Regions from separate parts of the Sus scrofa genome. Here region 1 is linked to region 2. The links are chromatin contacts, called in public HiChIP or PLAC-seq maps. All regions are on one chromosome and are shown on one strand. The core of a region is the stretch at or near the end of the contact, and the rest is flanking DNA. Distances in the headings are between cores, read along the strand shown.

Evidence for each region. HiChIP or PLAC-seq counts read pairs in DNA pulled down with a chosen protein or histone mark.
Region 1: an H3K27ac HiChIP or PLAC-seq map of alveolar macrophages shows a contact between it and region 2. The contact joins the promoter of MAP7D1 here to the promoter of CLSPN in region 2. A contact is called at or near these places in 1 of 5 promoter capture datasets (fetal liver) and 1 of 2 datasets of contacts at active chromatin or transcription factors (alveolar macrophages).

The regions. Positions count from the first base shown.
Region 1 is chr6:92,296,374-92,301,628 of Sscrofa11.1, reverse strand. MAP7D1 (MAP7 domain-containing protein 1) reads right to left here and starts at 3,637. Exons shown (of 18, transcript XM_021095927.1): 1 at 2,406-3,637. The coding sequence starts at 2,451.
Region 2 is chr6:91,964,754-91,969,983 of Sscrofa11.1, reverse strand. CLSPN (claspin) reads left to right here and starts at 1,914. Exons shown (of 26, transcript XM_021095923.1): 1 at 1,914-2,691. It overlaps AGO4 (argonaute 4, RISC catalytic component), which reads right to left and starts at 1,648. Exons shown (of 18, transcript NM_001194972.1): 1 at 1,630-1,648. The coding sequence starts at 1,648.

The sequences.
Region 1 (5,255 bases), core at 2,388-4,887, 330 kb before region 2:
TATTGAGCATTAACTATGTATCAGGGCCTCTCCTGAGTGTATTATGTGTTCCTCTAATTTAATGATCCCAATGTCTCTATGTCTCTATGTGTATAATTTCCAACATTACTGTCATATTATCGATGGGAAAATTTAACTAAGGTCACACAGTGCAAGTTATGAAGGGAGATTGAAACTGTTTGATTCCAGAGTCTACACTCTTAAGCAAACTGACACCCAATTCCTGCCCCTGCCTCCCCCACATTTTGTACCTTCCTGCTGGCACCAGTTCCAGTGAGCCTGACCACAATAATGGTGACAACACCGTACTGCGGGCTTCTGTGTGCCAGACTCCTGTAGCTCCATCATCTCTAACCCTCACATTAACCCAAAATGCTCCTTGTAGAAACTGTGGCCGGAGAAGGTAAGTCACTTGCTCCAGTCCACACTCATCCCCGACTCCATGCGGCCTCCTGTTAACGCTCCATGCAAAGGGAACTCAAAGAGAGCAAGGATCCTGTCATGTGTGCTCAGCGTCTCAGACCCATGCCCCCCACTCTCACAGGGCACATACAAGGGATACTGTCTTTACTCCCAGGAAGCCCTTGACTCATAGGGCCCCTTGTCACCTTCGACTTCTGTATAGGGACGGCCACCATCTGACCCAGATTCTCACGTAAGTCCATTCTGGCCCCTGTGTATAGAAGAGTCCGCCCAATCCAGGACCCCGTATGCAGGACCCACCCAGGCCCCTCAAGTATTCCACCCGTGCCCTCATATTCAGCCCCAATATCCGACTTATATGCCCTACTTGTAGACCAGCCACCTACCCCAGCCGTCATCTATGGCCCAGTAATCACCTCCATTCGGGCCCCGATGTACACACAGTGCCAGGGACCCTCAGCTGCAGAGGGCCAAAAAGCAGATGGAAGGGGCCCAGGCTAGGCCTCCCTGAATGTCCCCTCTCAGGCTCAGCAGGGCCAAAACAGACCCAAGTGCCATTGTTCCAGCACAGCCTCCAAACCTCCCAAACTACACCAGTCTGATAAGCTCCCCTCTGCGTCCGTCAGCTCCCATACCCACAGGGTCCCCCTGAAGCACCCACACTGGCATGGGGAGGAGCCCACCCACAGCCAAGCGGCTCCACCTTGTCCTGGGCTCTCCGCACCCATAGACACTGTTTCATCCTGGGCCTACACCCCAGGGGGCAGGGAGGTGACAGGGATTAGGCTCTAGGACTCTCTGGAGGTGTGGGGTTGGGGCCACCTCCCCCCTGAGTCAGTGGGAACAGAACTCGGGTCCTCAGTAATCATGCTCTTCCCTCCCTTTCCAGGAAGAAAGAGAAAGAGAAATCCCTCCCTCCAACCCCAGGCCCAACCAGAAACCTGTCCCCACCCCCTCATCAGCTGCTCCCAGATCCGAATGGGATTTGCAGAAGTCCCGGCACTGGTGGTTGGTGGGGTGAGGGGAGGAGAGAGGAGAGCTTTGAAGGGGGGGGGGGGGGGAGTGTGTGTGTGTGTGTGTGTGTGTGTGTGTGTGTGTGTCAAAAGAAGGTAGGTATCTGAGGCCTCAGGCTGAGGAATGATGTGGCAGGTCCCTGGAGTGCCGGCCTCGTACATTCTCCAGGGAAAGCCTCAGACCCAGAGAGGCTGAAAAGGAGGACGACAGGATGGACAGATTTACTTCTGGCCCCCTCCTCCCCAAATCGGACTGGGTGGGCTCCAGAGTAGGCCAGGCTGCAGGGGAATCAGCCCACTCCCCAGCTCCCGCCCTCGCCCCAAACAATGCCGCTTCCCCCTCCCCCTCGCCTTTATCCGGCGGGTTACTTGGCAGCCGCCGCTAGAGACCTCCCCCTCGCCTCCCCTCCCGGCCAGCCCTCTGCAGCAACAGGCCCTTTGCGCGGCAGCTGGAGGGATGGGGTGGGGGCGAGGTCTGGGCCAGGGCCTGGGCGTGGGGGGCGCCAGGGCCTAGGCTTCGGTATGCAAGGCTTCCGGCCTGAAAATCTGGACCCCCGACACACACATCCAGGCAGGGGTCACACGTGCCCATCAGGGATGGGGAGGGGGACAGACGCCCCACTCGGGAGAAGAAGATCTTCAAGGCCTGGGGTGGACTGGGAAGGTGGGTAGAGGCAGGGAAGCTGAGGTGACACTGGACGGGGGCAGAAGGGTCACCAGCAACTCCACAGCAGGGTCCCGGCGGACCCCGCCGCTCAGGCCTTCCCAGCGCCCGGGGTGGGGGAGGGGGCAGCTGTCAGAAGATGCGTCTGTGGCCCAGAGCCGCCGACGCCGCCACAGCCTTTATTTTTAAACTTCCAAGTGGTCAGAGGGCGCGGCGAGGGAGGGGTCCCCGCTGAGCGGGCCGGCCTCATCCTCGGCCTTCCCGAGGCCCCTAGATGCCCCTCTCCCATCTATCCTCTGGCATACCTGGGGGTGCGCCGGCACCCGGCTCCGAACGCGAGCCGCTCTCCATGGCTGCGGCGTTACGGCTGGGGGGGTATCTCGGGGGTCTCAGCGGCGACGGCGGCGGCGGCCGGCGGCCAAGATAGGGGTCCCGCGGCGCATCACGCCCGGCCCGGCCCGGCGGGCAACGATTCGGAGGTGGAGGGAGCTCCGGAGAAGGTCGAGGCTGACTCGGCTGGTGGCCTGCGGGCTCGGACTCGCCGGCCGCCCAGTGTCTGCCGGCTCCGGCCGCGATTCTGCTCCTTGCCAGTCGCCGGCCCAGTCCCGGCCGCGGCCCAACCCTATTGTACCGCCCGGGCTGGGCCTGGCCTCCCCGCCGGCGCGTACCAAGTGCGACGCGGGGAGAGCCGCCCCCGCAGCGCCGGAGCACTGAGCGGCCGCGCGCGCGCCCCGCCCCCGTCCTGGGGCGCGGGACCTCGAGCCTGGGGACGCCTCTAATGCGGGCTGCGGTGGAGGGGACGCCACGACACCCGGAGAACGCCCGTCCAGCTGCCTCCCCCGCGGCCGCGCGTTGGTATGCGCCGCAGCGTGAGCCGACTATGTAGGGAGCGCTTTGGTGACTCACCCGCCGCTGGGACTGAGGGGAGTAGGGGGGAGCCGGGATGGGAACCCCCAATCCCACCCTGGAGCCTGGGAGCTCCGGTTCTGGGGATCTCAGCGGCAGCTTCCAGTCTACATTCTCTCCCAAGCCCACCTCCAATAAATTCACCTGGGAACGTGGGGAGACCTGAAGGAGGGTCACAAGAAGCTCCCTAAAAGGGCTATGCTTTCTCTCCCCCGGTGATGGCTGGGGTGGGGAGAGGCCCGGGAACCTTTACGCCTGCCCTTCCTCCATCATCCCACAGTTGGTGTCTTCCCTGCTCCTCTGGGGTAATTACAGACCTGCACCACTGCTTTACCCAAGTCTCTAATCTTCTGGGTCTCTCCCGGCTCCAAACTGGGTGGTCCAGGCTCTGAACCACCCCCAGCCCCATCAGAGGACCCCTCCAGGTTCTCCGAAAGGATTTTTCTCCCCTGTGTCCTGTGGAAGGAGGCAATAAGTCCCTTCTGACTCCCCTCCCCCAAAGTAGTCCTATTTCCCAGGCCTGGGGAATCGATCCCCCAATCCCCTTGCTAGTGCCAGCTGAGGTGGGGCCTCAAGCCGAGTCAGGCCCAGCTTGAGCAGAGAGCTGGGAGCTTGCTGGGAAGGTGGATCGATGATGGTGCTGCAGGGATTGACAGAGGGGAGGAAGGAGGAGGCGCAGCTGGGCCCTGGCCACCCCATCCCTGCCCTTTGTCCTGACCTCCAGAAGGTCAGTTGTCTGGTTCTCCGTTGCCCAAAGATTAGGCCCAGCGATATGCTGTCCTCTGTCCCCCTCCCCTTTCCCGCCAGTGCCTCCTTTGAGCAGCTCCAGAGAGCAGCCATTTCAAGGCGGAGGGTTGGGAACAAAAGAGTCTGAGTCTCAGGCCACCTGGGAGCTGACTGTCCTGGGAGGAATGAGTAGTTGGGGGCCCGACCCTTCTTGGGAGGGCCCTGGAGGGAAAATACTACCTTCCCCAGTCCGAAAACATTAGCAAAGGATAATGATAGAAAGCCTGCAACTAGAGCTGGTCATCTTAAGCTACTGTCTTAACTTTTCTGAAACCCAGTTTGCTCACATAAAATCAGGAAGATAATTATATTGAGGGAACATGGGGTCGATGTAAAGGTGATTAAGGCAACGCAGATGAAGTGCTTAGTACTGAGCCTGGCGTATAGGAATAAATAAGGGTGGTGATGATGATGAGCTTCAAAAATACAAGTGCATTAAGATGAGAAGCAGATCCCCCATCTTTATTGCCAGCCATCCTATCTGACAATAAAGATCCCCAGGGGGATGATGGAGCCCAGGACTGTCCTTTGTGAGGTCACCCTGTGGATGAGGGAGCCCAGGACTGACCTTTGGGAGGTCAGAGGCCTCAGGGCCTGCATCTTCCAGAGCTGAACCTGCCCACCCCGACCCAGGCAGTGACTAGACTCAGAATTCAGGAACAGAATCCAACAGGGGAAGGGCCTTCCGGGATGGTTCTCCCTCACCCCCATACACAATCTTGAGACTGTTGCAGGGACAAAGACATATATAGGTGAGAATAGTGAGGTACCCTCATTAGCTAGAGCTCCAGGGCAGCGGAGGGGGGAAGGATGGCTGAAAATGAAAGGATAGGCCAGGGATGGCCTATGTAGGAGGATTTGAATGCCAATTGGCATCATGATCTATACAGTGGAGGTCTTGGGGAGCTGCTGAAGGTTCTTCGGAAGGGGAAGGATTGGCTTTAGAACTGGAAATCCTCCATTGTGTCTAATGGTGGGGGATTGACTTTGAGGAGCTCCCGCAAAGAGACAGTGTAGGGTATTAGCCTACTCAGTGGTTCTTAACTAGAGGCAGTTTTGCTCCCCAGGGACATTTGGCAATATTTAGAGGCATTTGTGGTTGTCGTAACTAGGGGTGTTACTGGTATCTAGTACTTAGTCACCAGGGTTGTTAACATTCTGCAAGGCACGGGACCACCCCCAGAACAAAGACCCATCAGGCCCCAAATGTCAGTGGTGCCAACGTTGAGGAGCCCTTCCTTAGACTGAGGCACCTGTACCTCCTCACAGGATGCTAGCGGTGGGAGTTAGGCAACTTGACATTCTCTGGCCAGCCTCAGAAGGCTTCCTACACGTCCGTCCGATGGATGCATCCGATGGGTCGGCAGCATCGAGTCCTGGGAGGATGACTGAGGGGAGCCAGGAGAGCACCCGTGTCCTGTGAGTGCTGCAGTAAGACCAGACAGTCGGAGTGGACTCCTTGC
Region 2 (5,230 bases), core at 665-3,164:
TTTCCCATGAATTTCATCTGTATACACAGTTACATAGTCTCTTTCAATATCAGCTCATAAATGCAACAGTTGAAGTCTCTTTCAATATCAGCTCATAAATGCAACAGTTGATTCAATTATGACTTACTAACAGGGAAGGGAGGGAAAAACCATTTGTTAAGTATCCATAATGCATTACTCTCTCCAACAAGATTTCTCATATACATTCTTATTTGATTCTCACAACAATCTTGCAGCACATAATTATTATTACCCTCATTTTATAGATGAGGAAATGAAAGTTCAAAGGAATTAAGTAATTTGCCCAAGGTTATACAACTATCAAATTACTAGACTGGATTTGAACAGAAGTCTGTCACATTCCTAAAGACCTGATCATGCCTTTAGCCGGGGGACATAGCTGAAATAGCCCAGTGTAATACTCACATTGAGGGTGATCAAATAATATTGTGACAAAACCAATTTATTTTTAAAAGGCATGTGAAATTTGATTATGAGGGCCTTTAAAAAATACTTTAAGTAGCAAATTAAGGTGGGGTTTCACCATTCAGCTATGTAAACAAGTTTTAAGTAAACAAACCTGCAAAGTTTCCAAGCTCAAATGGTAGACTGAATTTTCTACACACTATAAAAATGAAATGCTTTACAACAAAGTCCACTGTGTAGACAAGGTATAACGTTAAAAGTTAATTCTAACACAGCCCCTAAACCCTGCCCTACTTAGCCAAGACATTAGAAACTTGTTGGGGTTCCAAGTAAGAACACCAGATGCCAATCTGCAGGGTATTGGTTACAACCAGGAATGGTTCCCCCGCTTTGGGCAGAACTGGGGAGATAACCAGAGGCCATTCACAATGATGGGGAATTACAGTTTCCAAAGCACTTTCTCCTTCATTTGATCCTCACAACTACCCATAACCCAATTAGAAGACACTTGGGGCGTTAAAGCTTCTGCTGGAGCGCGCGCGCTGGCGAGTAACTCGGCCGTCACTAAGGCACTAGCACAGATCACTGGGTCTGTGACACAGACTCACAGACCGAGGCATAGGACTAGATTCCCCAAGATTTCAGGGCCTTTGAGAAAGGGTGGGCACTTTGCCCCTTGGCCTTCGGTGGTAATGAGAAGTGTTTAAGGGAAGTTCTCTTTCTTCTTTATCTGAGGGCTCTGAACTGCCTGCCAGTGCAAAGAAAAATAGGGGTGCGGCCTCAAGCCAAAAATACTCCTGGTAGTAGGTGGGGTAGTCCTTGCCGGTACAGGCCTCCACTGCGCACAGATCGTCCCTTCTGAGGCCCAAACTGGCCTCGCCTCCACCGCGGAGCACAGCTCTCTGAGGTTGGGTCAGGTCTCCCCTCTACCTGGGTACGCAGGTCACCTTCCTGGGCCTCCCTCTCTTAGACCTTAAGAACTGGCTCATCTCTCCTTGTTGGGGCGCGGTCCCCGCGCCCCCCCGCCCCGAGGCCCAGGTCAGCTCCCTCTGCCTTGTGCCATGGGGCACCAGTCCCCTTCCCCCAGGCCTAATGGCCCAACCCAGGTACGCGCGACTCGATGAGGGCCACAGGGAGCGGCCGGCCCTCCTGCCCACCCGTGCCGGGGTGCAGTCCCCGTCCCAGACCGAGCGCGCTCCTCACCGGGTCCCACTGCTTCCATGGCGGCGGCGGGGGCCGCCTCGCCCCGGTCCCCGGCGCCTCCCGCTCCGGGCCCCGCCGCCGCCGCCGCGTAACGCTTGATCTCCGGAATATTGGCGCTGGGGGGGCGCCGCGGAGACGCGGGCGCTGGGCAGGGGGCGGCGGCGGCGCCCGGCCGGGGGACAGGGACTCGGCTCCCACGGCTCTTCCGGCCTCAGCGGCAACAAAAACAATCCCCGCCGCCGCCGCTGCCAGCGGGAGCGGGAGCCGGGGCGCGCGCCCGCCAGGCGGGGAGGGGGCGCGGGTTGTGGGGCGCGCGCGGCCCGGGGTCCTGGCTCGCGGAGGAGGCGTGCGCGGCCCCGGACGCCGGGTCCACCCAGCCCGGCGGGGGGCAGGGGCAGGGTGGAGAGGGGGGCGGGCGCTTGCCCAGAGAGGGCAGCACCCCGAGGATGTGTCGAGTGCGCGCGCGCCCGCCTGCACTGTCCTGTGGCCCAGGGCGGCCTTCCTGGGCGAAGGGCCGTGGGGCCCTACACGCTACACTCCCAGAGCCTCCGCGAAAGATGGGGACCAGAACCCCGGATCCACAGACACAGCTCTCCACTTCTGTCGGTGGAAAGGGTCCCGAGATCTCCCACTTCAGACCTCTTCTTTCACCTCTGTCTTCTCTCTCTCCAGTGAGTGTCCCAGGACTGAAAACACCGGGGTCACCACAGACACAGCATTTTCCCTCCACTTCTTCATCCAAGACTGTACACTGAGGTGCCGGTCCTGACCCATGTAGCTGAAAGCACCACGGGAATGGACTATGATGAACGATGCATTCTCTTGCAGACGATGACGAGCACCTCTGCTCAGCAAGTCACTAGTCACTGAAAAGTCTTGCTTTCTCTGATGACTTGCGATCTCTGATGACGTCACCTTAGCAGCCAAGAGCCAAAGGAGCAAAACCCCACTCCAAGATGGCATGGTCAGCCCGGCAGAGCCAGCTGGGGTGTTTAGTTGGGACTTTAAATTGAAGAACATAGTCTTCAGAATGAGACAGATCTCTGTCCACCAGATAAAAAGGTACAATGCATATGCTGTACTCATTTGCTAGAGCTGCTATTACAAAAGTACCACAGACTGAGTGATTTTAAACAACAGAAGTTAATTTTCTTACAGTTATGGAGGCTAGACATCCCACATCAAGGGTTGGTTTCTCTAAGATTTCTCTCTTTTGCTTATAGATGGCCGTCTTCTCCCTGTGTTTTCACATGGCTTTCCTTCTGTGTCCAAATGTCCTCTTATAAGGACACCAGTATACTGGATTAAGGTTCAACTTACAGACTTCGATTTAATTAAATTACCTCCCTAAAGACCCTGTCTCCAAATACAGCAAGTTCTGAAATAATGGGGTGGGGGTTAGGATTTCAACATGTGAATTTTGAGGGGACACAATTCAGCCTATAACATGTGTAGTGAGATAGTCATTTGAACACTTTCCGTGTGCAGCCATAGAGCCAAGTAATTTCTGTATGATAAAAATTATTAAAAAAATATTAGGGGCACATTGTGGCCAGACACTGTCTTATGGGCTTCACATGTCATTTAATCTTCACAACCACCTATAAAGTAGATATTATTAAGAAAGTTATCAGTATGGATGAGGAGACTAAAACTTAGGGAAGCTAAGAAAGTCAGGCTCTGCATTGCATGATAGGACAGAAAAGCATGGAAAAATTTGAGTTCTAAATTCTGCATTCTAGGAGTTCCCATCTTGGCTCAGTGGTTAACGAACCCAACTAATAAGCATGAAATTGCAGGTTTGATCCCTGGCCTCGCTCAGTGGGTTAAGGGTCCAGCATTGCCATGAGCTATGGTGTAGGTCGCAGAAGTGGCTCAGATCCCGAGTTGCTGTGGCTGTGGCATAGGCCAGCAGCTGTAGCTCCGATTTGACTGCTAGCCTGGGAACCTCCACATGCCGTGGGTGCGGCCCTAAAAAGACAAAAAAATAAAAAATAAAAATAGATCCCGTGGCCAGTGTTAACGAATCCGACTAGAACCATGAGTGCGGTCGGTCCCTGCCTGCTCAGTGGTTAACGATCCGGCGTTGCTGTGAGCTGTGGTGTAGGTTGCAGACGCGGCTCGGATCCTGCGTTGCTGTGGCTCTGGCGTAGGCTGGTGGCTACAGCTCCGATTCAACCCCTAGCCTGGGAACCTCCATATGCTGCGGGAGCGGCCCAAGAAATAGCAACAACAACAACAACAACAACAACAAAAATAAATAAATAAATAAAATCCTGCATTCTATTCCTAGCTGATTCCAGCCTTGGCTGGCTATGGAATTGGGACTTTTAATCAAGTAACTGGTTCCAGTCTACTGATAACATACTCCAAGTTCTTTCCATAGTGCCATACTACTTCTCTGTTAAACCAAATATTTACTGGAAACAATGAAAGGGACAGAAAGTTTGAAGAAAAGGAAGTATTCACTAAATGAACAGACTGGTGGACAGTTTAGAGGATAAGAAAAACTAACTAAAGTTCAAGTTTTGAGTTAAACCTAGTAGCCACCTCCCTTCTCCACTCCAGGCTAAATTCCTCCCACAGTTTACTCAGTGCTGATGCCTTCTAATCTGGTTTGAGACTGACTTTCCCCCTCTCACTTCCTAACAAAATGTCCCTTATAATCTATTTGATGTGTTGAGCAGAGACCATAGCTTGTTTCCTGTACTGAAAATAGCCCCAGAAACCTGAGTATGACATGTTTTTATGCCGTAGTCAGGACTACAACGCCTTAATCCCTGTCTCTCACATTTGTCACTCTTGATCACTCTGATGATCTACAGTCTCCTTCCAAAACTCACTCCCACTAGGCACTCACACCCCCTTTCCGAGGGGGTGACTGAGCTCTCCCAAACCAAAGTTCTCTAGTGAATAAGCTCTCCTAAACTCAGCCTCTTCGGCAAGCCCTCCCTCCACTTCCTGCTGTGGCTAATAAGAAGCAGTGCCCCAGAATACCACTTCCCCCTCAGCTCTCTCTGATGGTGGCTGCTTTTCTCCTACGCCCCACAATCTACAAGACAGGGTGGAGGATGGGTAGAGAATTGGCAGTCTATTGGCCCCCATTGCACCAAACTTTGAATTCTCATTCTCATATTAAAACTACTAGCCATCTGGTCAGACTACCACTGGGCCTCCCTTGGTGTTATAATTAACTCAGCTCCTGGTCTTATGTCTCAGTTCAGCCTGGCTCCCACTATATTGTAAATCCTTGAGGGCAGACTTATGCCTTATTCAGGTATGCGGGTTTGTGTTTCTGTTGCATAACACCTTACCCAGCACCAAATACCTACTCAGAAATTTATGGAATGAACGAATCAATGTACAAGTTAGGTGTAAACTATGGGAGCTAGAAATGGTCCAGTGGAGGGGCCTATGGGAAAAACTCTGAGTGAACTAGCAACTTCTCCAGAGCACAGACTTTCCAATCAGGTGATGCCAAGTTCAAATCTCAGTTCCACAACATACTAGCTCTAAGTACCTGGAATAAGTCCCTTCACCTACAGCTCAAGGATGCTGTGAGGAGCATGCTAAACCATATAGGTACATGTTCCTGTGTCAG